3 separate regions of the Ovis aries genome follow, and regions 2 and 3 are each linked to region 1. Evidence: chromatin contacts called from public Hi-C data. All regions are on one chromosome and are shown on one strand. The core of a region is the stretch at or near the end of the contact, and the rest is flanking DNA. Distances in the headings are between cores, read along the strand shown.

Region 1 (3,476 bases), core at 339-2,838:
CCATGATACACATTGTAGAATTTTGAAAGAATACTAAAGCATACTCGTGTCCCTCCACCTTCCCCCCATCCACCATCTTTCCTGAAGAATGTCCCCTCAGCAGCTCCCAATCCTTACTGAGAAAAACCACTGTTTCTGCAGCAGATCTGGCACTTTCCACTGACCAGCACTTTCTTTATTCCACTTCACAAAGCCCAGTGAACTTGTCACCAGCCCCACTTCCCCCTCCCTGGGACATCTAGCCAACTTGGCATTGGTGCCCTTCAGCATCTTAGGAGTTTCTTAACTAGTCCTCTAAGACAAAGTCAGAGGCATGGAAGCACACACCACCCTTTGTCGGAGGTTGTGCTGAGTGGAGAGGGACACCAAACGAAAGAGGGAAGCAAGGACACAGGCAGAGAGTGATCTCTTTCCGCGGATATTGCACTGGGGAAACCTAAAAATGCATGGTCAGCATTAGATAGATATATCTTCCCGTCCTCTTCCAAGATATCCTTGAGTACCTTTTATAACTGGGTTCTTCGTCCTCCTGCCCACCTTCTAATCTTAAAATCAAGTTCCTATTCTTTATTGACACTCGCTAATTACTAGGAAAACACCCCGCTTTGCTCTTACCACCCCCCACCCCCTCGCATCTGACGGCCGTCAGCACCAGTTGAAAGAGATGAACCTGATTTAAGGTACCAAGTAGGTACAGCTAGTGCATGTAGGGACGCGGCAGCTGTCTGCGATGGCTCGTTAAGCCCCAAACCACCTTCCCACCCGGCTCCTCCTGAACCCCAGAAGTTAGGCAGGTCTCTGCTGGAGGACTGTGAGCCCAACAAAATGTGCACAAGGATGTGTGTTGGTGACTGAAACGCAGGCAGCTCGGACCGGCTGCTCAGCTCTGCACACTATACGGGGTTAGGGGGTGGGTGGAGAGGTAAGCATATGACTGTTTCCGAAAACATTTTCAACAACAAACAGCCAAAAAGGGGGTAAAAAATTAAACAAACAAACAAAAAAATTCAACCCCAAGCCCACACCAACGCAGCCCCTGCGAGTCCGCCGCCACCACACGATTTACACAAGTAATTTAAATCATTCACCTGCTGCCAGGTCTCCTCCAGGGATGGCAAAGCTGAGAAGTAGCCGGTGTCGTGGACAAGTTGTAGCTCCTGGAATATACTATAACTAGCCAACACGTCCATGTTGCTGCTGCCGGGCAAAACGGGAGGAGAAACCCTCCCCCGAACACAGTTGGGTCTGTTTGTTTGTCAGTCTGTCTGGCTCACCCCCCAAGAAGGCAGACATCCAGTGGCCCTTTTGTTTTGTTTTGTTTCAGTCAACTAAAAAGGAAAAAAAAAAAAAAAATCAATGCAGGAGAGAGGGAGAGAGGAGGTGAGAGAGGAGAGACTGAGTGGGGTGGATGGAGAGAAGCATCCAGCGTGTACAGTGCAGACGGCTGCCAGGAAAAGGGGACTTCTCCACGGGAGTAACAATTCCCTTCCAGGGCTCTAATCACTCCAGCTCGTGGATCAGGAAGGGGGATGCAAACTCACTGATACGAAGCTGCCATCTATTTCTGCAGCGCTGTTCGCTCCTAATGCAATCTTTGCTCTTTATTTTGGGAGGTTGCATTTTTTTTTTTCTCGCGATCGCTTCTCTCCCCCCCCTTTCCTTCCCTCCCCACCCCCCACCCCATCCTTGCTAGTTTGTAGTCTCTCCCCCTCCTCCTCCTTTTCTCCTCCTCCTGCTCTTCCCCCTCCCCAAACTCCCTCCCTCCGCCCCGCTCTCCGCGCAGCCGTGGGATCTCGGAGGAGGGCGTCCATTAGGCCGCGTGTGACCATGTAAGGTAAATAGGGGGCTCATGAAGTCACTCAGGACCAATGGGGAGCGCGGAGCGGGACCTGAGGCGGGGCTCGGCCCTGGCGGCGGGCGCCGATTGGCGAGCTGCGAATCTCCCCGCTGCCTTACAAGGCGGTGCGAGGCGAGCTATTTTTAGAGGGCTATATAAGGGGGTTGAGGCGGCCGCACCGCGGCCCGGTAGCGTGAGCGCGAGGGACGGGGAGGGTCGCGGCGACACTCTCGCCGGCTCCCGGGACGCCGAGGCGGCTGGGTTCGGGCCGCACTCCGGCCTTCGACCTTCGCTTTGGTGCCAGATGGAGCCCCGGGCGGCCGGAGCCGGCGCCCCTCAGAAGGGAGAGGGTCGCGTATAACCATTCGGGCTCGGATGCGGCCGGTCAGGAGGTGAAAGTCCAGAATGCGGGGTTAGGATGCCTCCTGGAGGAAGAGCAAGGTGGGAGGACGAGGAAGCCGGCGTGGGGAAGAGGGCCAGCCACTTCCCACTCCGCCTCCCTCCCAGGCCCGGAGGCGGGGAACCGCGAGGGAGGGGCAGCGCAGAAGAGTTCCACACTTCCTAAAAAATAAACCGGAGGCGGGGGGAAAGAAAAAGTCACCAAAACCCCTTCACGAATTCCCCACCGGCTACCAGAGTGCAGAGAAGAAGCGCCGGAGGAGGAAGTGCCACACAATGGAGCAGAACAAAGGGGAGCGGGGCGCAGACAGCGGCCCGGGGCCCGCCCCGCGCGCAGGCCCCGCCTCCAGCCCGCCGGCGCCGCGGAGCGCGCCGCCGCGCCCCCCACCCCCTCCCCAGCCCTCTGACCCGGCTCTGGGGACCGGCGAGGGTCGGAGTGCCAGTTAGAGTTAATTGGAAGGGGACGTATTAGAAGAATTGTCTGTTAAAGACAATAGAGGGAATCCGGGTAGACGTGAGGTGCTGGCAGAAGCAGGCAACTTGTTTGGGGTCTTAAAACGTGAGGCCCCTCTTGTGACTTGGAGATAAAGTGTCAGCCAAGCTGCGGTGGTGAGAGGAGGACCCAGAGTGTGTTTTCGATACACCTAACGTATAGAGATGTATAGATCTAGACCCTATTATCTCAGCTGAAAGCCCTGCGCTATGCCAGCTGCTGGGGTTGACCAGTTCTTTGCTTGACCTTAAATGGTTAGTGTGGCTTAAGCTTCCCCAAAATGCACTGTGAGCTGAACTTCCACTTTTGGAATGATTGCAGAATTTGGTACTTATTCAGAAATGAGAAACCTAATTCAGCTCATAATAGAAGAAACACATCCATGTTAATCGCCCTTCTCAACTCTCTCCTTCTGACAATGTGGATCTCCGCATCACAATATTTGAAAGATTCTACTTTATAGGACAAACACAATTTGAAATTCAATATTTGCCAGGGGAAATTAAACAGGAATTATTGAATTGAGGAAAGTTAATTTACTTTTTGATGTCCTGAATTCTGTTGGTCAGATCTACAGCATCCAGTGTATGTGTATAAAATTGGTGTGCTTACTGCAAGTGTATGCACAAGAAATGCACAAGGATCTTGGTGCGCTTAGTGTTATGTATACACATTCGTGGTACTAGGAGGTAAATGGTATAAAAAGGTTCAAAGTCCTACATGAATAAGGTGATATTATGATAGCAC
Region 2 (3,476 bases), core at 407-2,906, 190 kb after region 1:
CTCACTAATATAACAAAAGGCACCTTTATCATTCTCATTGATTAAAAATTTTGAGAGTTTTAAGAGCTCTGTGCAAGAAACTGGGAGGAAGAGTATATATTTCTTATTATAAATCACAGTATCATATGCCTAGTCATGCTTGTCTTCTTTTTCTTTTTTTTTTTTTTTGAGCTTTTTTATTTTTTTAAATTTAAATTTATTTATTTTAATTGGAGGCTAATTACTTTACAATATTGTATTGGTTTTGCCTGTACGCAAGACAGCAAAAGAGACACAGATGTACAGAACAGTCTTTTGGACTTTGGGAGAGGGCGAGGGTGGGATGATTTGGGAGAATGGCATTGTCTTCTTTTTCATTCTCTCTCTCTCTCTCTCTCTCTCTCTCTCTCTCTCTCTTCTTTCCCATCCCATATTCATCTCTCAGGGTACCTCTATGGCACATTGACTAAGAACCAGACTCTGGTTTCCAAATAGATATATGGCTAAGTTCCAGTCTTGCCATGACTTTTTAAAGAATCTTGAATAATTTAATTTCTCCAGTACTGCTTCCTTACTGTAATACTAATAGCTGTTAGGTTTGGCAATTGAGCAAACGCATGTGAAGTATTTACCGCCATGTCGGACTCCTACGTCACCTTGTATGTATGGTAAGTGTTATTATCTCACAGATCACATAGTTATGGATATTTCAGACTTTCTGTGTTCTGGATATAGTGAGTCTGATTTCAGACCGTGCTGTGGGTCAGCTGGGATTAAATCTTCCACCACAGGGCATTTGCTGAGCCATAAGCAGATCAATCCTTTGTCCCTTCATTAGCATGAAGCCAGAGCTTTTTCAATTTTAATCATGCGGACTTTTCAACCAATGTCTTTGCGTTATTGTTTACATAAGTATCTCACACACACACACACACACACACATACAGATTTTTATGTTGTTGAGATGAGAGAGGTAGGATAAATATTTTTTCCCCTTGTTTCTTGACAAATTAGCATGAGGAAAATGATGTGGCGCTAAAGAGGAACAGAAAAAAACAGAGAGACAGGACCAGGAGTGGAGGCGGGGAGAAAGTACTGGGAAGAGAAGCGCAGAAAGAAGGCTTGGTGGGGCACAGAGTTCCTGATAAAAGCGGTGAGGAAGCCCCACCAGCCAGTGTGTGTGACCTCCTGGTAATTTCCCTGGGGAGTACCCCCTCAGAGAACTCGTACATCCAGAATCAGGAGGAAGTTGAGCTAGGTAAATTCCTAAACAGAGGGGCCTGGCTAGATGATGACCTAAAGACAAACAGGACAAGTTTCCAAGCGGGCTTCCCCTCTCTGCTCCAACTGTCCTGAACATGAGCTGAGCCAAGTAGAAGGGGATGCTGTGACTAGCGATTCTTGCTGGTATTTTCTTTTGTCTCCCAGCTTCCTGGGTTTGACAGGCAGGAATCTGAGGCTTTTCTGTGACCACTCTTTGTCTGGGATTCTTTCCTCAAGAGGCGTTCATGAATTTGTCAGGACTGCCAGGAAAGAGCGTGAGTCACAGCTTCTGAGCAGACAATATTCGGCTTTAGAAATTCCCAGAGATACGACTTGTTTATAGGAAAGGAAACAGAGCTATTCTGAGCTGCCAGGGGAAGAGGAAAGCACTGCTCATTTTTCTCAAATGCTATGCTGAAAGGTCATACAAGTGGCCAGAGTGCCAGCAAGAACCTGGTATAGACATTGATGTTAGCAGTTCATTTGTCTACATTTTGGAGGCTATTTTTAAGCTTGGCATTTAAAAATGTAAGACTCATGGCATTGAAATTCTACTCTCAGTCTTAAACCCAGAGGCCGGAGCTTGCTGAGTATGAGCCAGTGAGGCGTGGCAGGGAGGGCGGGGGGTGGGGGGGTGCCATCGAGGGAGCTGGGCCTGAACCTTTGGCTGGAGAGAGAGGCACACACACGAACGGCACCAGCTTGGACAACCTTCCAACTGCACGTTTCATGAGCAGGCCACTGATTTTCACTCCCATTGTAGGGAAAGTAAAATTTCCTCTACCTTCCTGCAGTCTCCACCTGGGACTGAAAAACAAATTCACAGGAGAAAAGTAGATACATTTTATTCACATATAAATGAGTGTCCTCACAAGAAAAATGAAAAATGAAGAGCAAAAGAAGTAACTAAACCAAAGTGCTTCTCTACCAGGTGGAACAAAGAGTAGCACTTTTGGAAAAGTAGCTAAAACATAAGGGGTGACTAATGGAGGATGAGCTGCTGAACAAGTTTTTTGTTGGTACAGATTTTTCTCAGCCTCGATTCCCCACCTCCAGTGATAAGAATGTTTCTTTCTCCTGGTACAGGCAGGGCACCTTTCATGTGGGAATGTTATTTCCTGCTTTTAGGAAGAAAAAGGAACATCCAAGTGCCATCCTTGCATCTGCTGTTTTTTAAGCACCTTTAAAACAAAGTGATTAATACACTGAAGCATCACATGTTGAGGGGGCATGTCCTCAACTCCTTTACTGTACTCCATACTGCCTCCTCTAACGTGGTTTTTCCATAGTGTTAACAACACTGATGTCAATTTAGAAAACTGTCCAGAGCTACCGACTTTAGAGAATGTGCCCAAGGAGACAGGTTCAGGGGGGTTCTCTCCCACAACCCTTGCTTCTGCATTGGCCCACTTTCTTGTGAACTGAGTTTGGCCCTAGTATGTTCAAACTCATGAAGATACCATTTTTACATTTGTCATTGTTAGCAGAGCCAGTCAGCTGATAACAGATTGATTTCCAAGGAAAAAAAGAATCCACTGAGTATTCACTGATTCAACAATAATTAACCCATGTGATAATTTCATAGACACCACATTTGATAAAATCAATATCTTTTCCTAATAATGGAGTAAACATTTAAATAGAATTAGGATGCCCTTTAAATCTGATAAAGGTGCTCTTGGCTTAAAATAAATAAAGTGTATATTTAATGAGTAAACACTGGAAATATTCAAATCAGAAATAAATATAAAGATGTCCTTTAATATTTTTATCACCTTATATTCTCTGTCTAAGGCAGTGAGTCTTGAAACAAAAAGAATAAATTTTCTGAACTAAGATACTAAATAAAGTACTCAAAAATCACATAAGCATACATCTGAAAAAGCAAAATGAATTAACTAAAAGCTTTCTTCATTAACAAAGGCTTATAAAATGACTTGGAGTAGGATAAATACCTAAAAAGCAATAATACTCCAATATACTGACAACAACCAAATATACCATAAAATGGAAAAGAAAAGCTTTTCAAAGAGCAAAAAATAAAAGACCTACTAACTCAATGTGAAATGTATTAAAACTGTTAAAACTTTGATTGAGAGATACAATTTGAATAATTAATAGGAAGAATTACATTTATATTAAATGGAAAATTTTTAACATAAAGGTGTCATGGCTTTTCAAATTATTAAAATAATTCTAGCCAAGAATACAACAGGACCCTTCTGGGAAGTCAT
Region 3 (3,476 bases), core at 465-2,964, 140 kb before region 1:
TTTCCTTGGAAACTGAGTCTTTGCAAATGTAGTCAAGTTAACATGAGATCATTAAGATGGGTTCCAATCCAAAATGACTGATGTCTCTATAAAAAGGGGAAATTTGGACACAGAGAGACATGAGCAAAGGAAAGACACATGAAGAGACACAGAGAGAACAAACACCATGTGAAAATGGAGGACTGGGGTGATAAACCTGCAAGCCAAGGAATGCCAAGGATCACTGAGAACCACCAAAAGCTAGGAAGAGGCAAGGAAGTATATTTCCCCTCCAGGTGTCCAAGGGGGCACAGCTCTTCCATAATCTTTATTTCAGACTTTCAGCCTCCAGAACTGTGCGACAATACATTTTTATTGTCCTAAGTCACCCAGTTGGTGGTACTTTGTTACAGCAGCCCTGGGAAGTTAATTCATTGTAAATATTAAAAGTAATTATTTAGGTAAAGTGCATACGAGGACCTCAATAAATTTAAGTTTCCTTCAGAGAAAAAAATTGATACACTGGAATGTGGACAAATCCTGCCCCCTTTCTCTCTGAAATTTCACTCTGGTCTGACCACATGGCAGATGGATTTCTGAGTCTGTTGAGAACTGCCTTAAATTCTCCAGATCAATGCCAGAAATTATCTGGTTTCCTGGGAGGATTTCTGAATTAGAAAGGACTGAGAACTGAGCCAAAATTCCTAGGTCTGAGCTGAAACAGAGGAAACTTCTGACTGGAACATAAGCTGTCATTTATTGGGAAGAGCTGGAAAGCCTTTCTCCAAGGGACATTGGGACATAGTGTCAGATCAAGCCTAACTCCTATACCCTGGGTTTCCCCTCTTACTCCACAGTTGGAGCCCCTTAATACTCACCTGCAGGGTCAGCCCTGGCCAAGGTTCTCAGACTCTATAACCCTTAAAGGAGCACCTGCTTTGAGGGGTTTTGGATGAAGTGGTTGAATATGGACACTGGAGTCAGACTGCCTGGGTTGGTTCCAACTCTGCTACTTACAGTACATCCTCAGGCAAGTTATTCTCCAAGCCTTACTTTCTATCTTGAAGAAGTGGGCATGATAATAATAGTACCCAAGCCACAGGCTTGTTGTGGGGATTAGTTAACACAGCCAAAGCATATGAATGGGTATTGGGTATGAAGTATTATGTACATGTGTTTTCTTATTACTGCTACTGCTGTCATTGACAGCTAGTCCCCATCTGCTCTCCAATACTGGCAGCTGGTTCCTAACTCAAGCCTGAAGCCCTTGTCTTGATAGCTTGCCTAGTATGTAGTTTTTTAAAATCCAAGATCCATACCAGACTCTCTCAACCACCTTGAACCACTGTCATGAAAGGGAATCCAGGGATGTGGCCCCATTATCCTCTGCGCTCCTGATCCTGCCCACCTGCCAGGATGTCCAAATGCTTTGAACTCTGTACCACTGGGCTCCACCTTCTCATAGTGTCACGTGACGATCCCCTGTGCTAACTCCTCCAATGATGACAAACGGCTGGGCTCTTACCTGCCACCTGACAACCAGGATGGACCTGTATCACATCTCAGTAGCTGGAGCGTCCTTCAAAAATCTGCCCAGATGCCCACAGGCAGGCTGGGTGCCTCCTGCTGACTCCCACTTCCTGTGGTAAATGGATTCCTGTCTAAATGTGAGACTGGATGTTTACACAATCCGCCAAAATGGAATCTGCTCATTTTGACCACAAAGCTGCTAAACATTAAAAATATGCGGTGACTACACAGGCACTTGACAATGTCTACGTAACATCAAACCCATGATGCACAAGGCATTACATTTGACTGAAATCATAAGATTAAGCAGAATTAGAAAGTCAACATTTGTAAGACTTTGTAAAAGCTTCTTTCATTTTACAGTAGCTATTCTAACTCTGCAATGAGTGGTATTTAGAATAAACATCAACAACAAAATACCAGTCAAAAGTTAAATCCTTTTCTATTCTTCACTTCCTCAGGATGACTCTGTGCGTGCATGTGTGTTAAGTTGCTTTAGTAGTGTCCAACTCTCTGTGACCCTATGGGCTGTACCCCACCAGGTTCCTCTGTTTATGAATTTTCCAGGCAAGAATACTGGAGTGGGTTGCCATGCCCTCCTCCAAGGGATCTTCACAACCCAGGGATCGAACCCATGTCTCTTATATCTTCTGCACTGGCAGGCAGGTTCTTTATCACTAGTACTACCTGGGAAACCCCAGGATGACTCCACCTGTACAGTATTAAATTCTACAAATTGAAGAGCTAAAAGGATAACAGATATGAGGAACATGAAGGGAGTAAAGCCTGTTAAACTAACATTTGTCAAGTATTAATTATGTTTCAGATTCTGTGCTAATTGTTTCACACAAATAATATAGTTGAGTACTTATAACACACTTGTAAATTAGGTACAAATGCTATGTCTGCTTTGTTTTCTCACAGATAAGGAAACTGAGGCACAAAGGAGATGAAATAACTTGAACAAGATTCAAAATCTACTTCAGCTGAAACCTGAACCTTGATCCAAGTTCAGACGCTGGATGATGAAGTTGAAGAAATTAAACTCTTCTACACGTTTTCTTCCTTTTCCAGTTGGTTTTGGTCCCTATAGCATGGTGATGTCCAGCTAAGCATGCCCCTTCCAAATGTATTCAATGATATTTGCTTGTGAGAACCTCAGTCACAAACACTACTCTCATTGTCCCAGCATAATGCAAAGTCACTGTGGCTCTGGGCAGCAGAGGCTGTGAGTTCCTTTTCAGCTTCATTAACTAACCTTGAGGAGGCTGGGATGGGGGAAACGCTAAAACCCAGTTCTCCCAGCCAGCAGCCAGCCTGGCCAGCGGACAGAGGTGGAATGTGACCAAGGTATGTCTTGGTTGATGGTTCACCCCTGGATGAGGTAGTCCCTGAAAGTTGATCTTTGGGGATTTCAAATCTGTTGATGAAAACGGGAATAAAGGAGGGACCTTGATAAAAATGTTGAGGTATGCAGGCAGGAAATGATGGCAAAATTCTCCCCACCCCTATCAAAGAAAATGGCTTTAGGAAGTTGAGTCTCTACCCCTGTTCCTGTCTCCCCCTTATAAATCTACCCCTAAATCATCTTCAGGGAATTGGACCGGTTGCTTTCTCCCTGGCAATAACAGGGAATTCCAACTGCAAGCCAATTAGAATACACCCAGAGCTGCCAGTAAAATCTTTCACTGACTTCACTTTATTGGTTTCATAAAACAAGAGAAAGAAATCAGAGATAGTCCAGAGCCTCACGGAGATGCAAGTGTCTTTATGAAGCAGACTGAAGCCTGCCTCCATGGGCTCCCCATTCCACATCCTTCCTCCACCCAGATGTTTTTAGCTGCTGCCACCTGCCCACGATCCTGTGGTGTTAGGACACCAGCTCACAGATCCGAGCTGTATAGTCCTTACTTCCCTGGATATTTGATCGATGTCCCTGAAGGGTTCACTTCCTTTCTCTGAGCCTC

What was found. A called contact is a pair of places that touch in the nucleus more often than the background predicts.
Region 2: a Hi-C map of tail adipose tissue shows a contact between it and region 1, with 2.9 times the contacts expected there. The contact joins the enhancer-like site here to the promoter of KLF7 in region 1. A contact is called at or near these places in 2 of 16 Hi-C or Micro-C datasets (skin fibroblasts and tail adipose tissue).
Region 3: a contact with region 1 is called in a Hi-C map of skin fibroblasts, with 2.6 times the contacts expected there. The contact joins the enhancer-like site here to the promoter of KLF7 in region 1. A contact is called at or near these places in 2 of 16 Hi-C or Micro-C datasets (hypothalamus and skin fibroblasts).

What each region holds. Positions count from the first base shown.
Region 1 is chr2:209,257,788-209,261,263 of ARS-UI_Ramb_v3.0, forward strand. It overlaps KLF7 (KLF transcription factor 7), which reads right to left and starts at 1,589. Exons shown (of 3, transcript XM_060410296.1): 1 at 1,089-1,589. The coding sequence starts at 1,190.
Region 2 is chr2:209,450,560-209,454,035 of ARS-UI_Ramb_v3.0, forward strand. The region is part of intron 1 of LOC105610397 (a long non-coding RNA gene); the gene reads left to right. Among named protein-coding and RNA genes, the nearest start is that of TRNAS-GGA, 100 kb to the left of the region's middle. Within about 2 kb of position 1,657, at least 17 of the 54 cell types and tissues checked have an H3K27ac peak or open chromatin away from gene starts, as enhancers often do. A contact at or near this core is called in tail adipose tissue, where this site is marked.
Region 3 is chr2:209,117,532-209,121,007 of ARS-UI_Ramb_v3.0, forward strand. It overlaps LOC105610390 (a long non-coding RNA gene), which reads left to right. Exons shown (of 7, transcript XR_009599638.1): 7 at 2,434-3,476. Among named protein-coding and RNA genes, the nearest start is that of CPO, 90 kb to the left of the region's middle. Within about 2 kb of position 1,715, at least 12 of the 54 cell types and tissues checked have an H3K27ac peak or open chromatin away from gene starts, as enhancers often do. A contact at or near this core is called in hypothalamus, where this site is marked.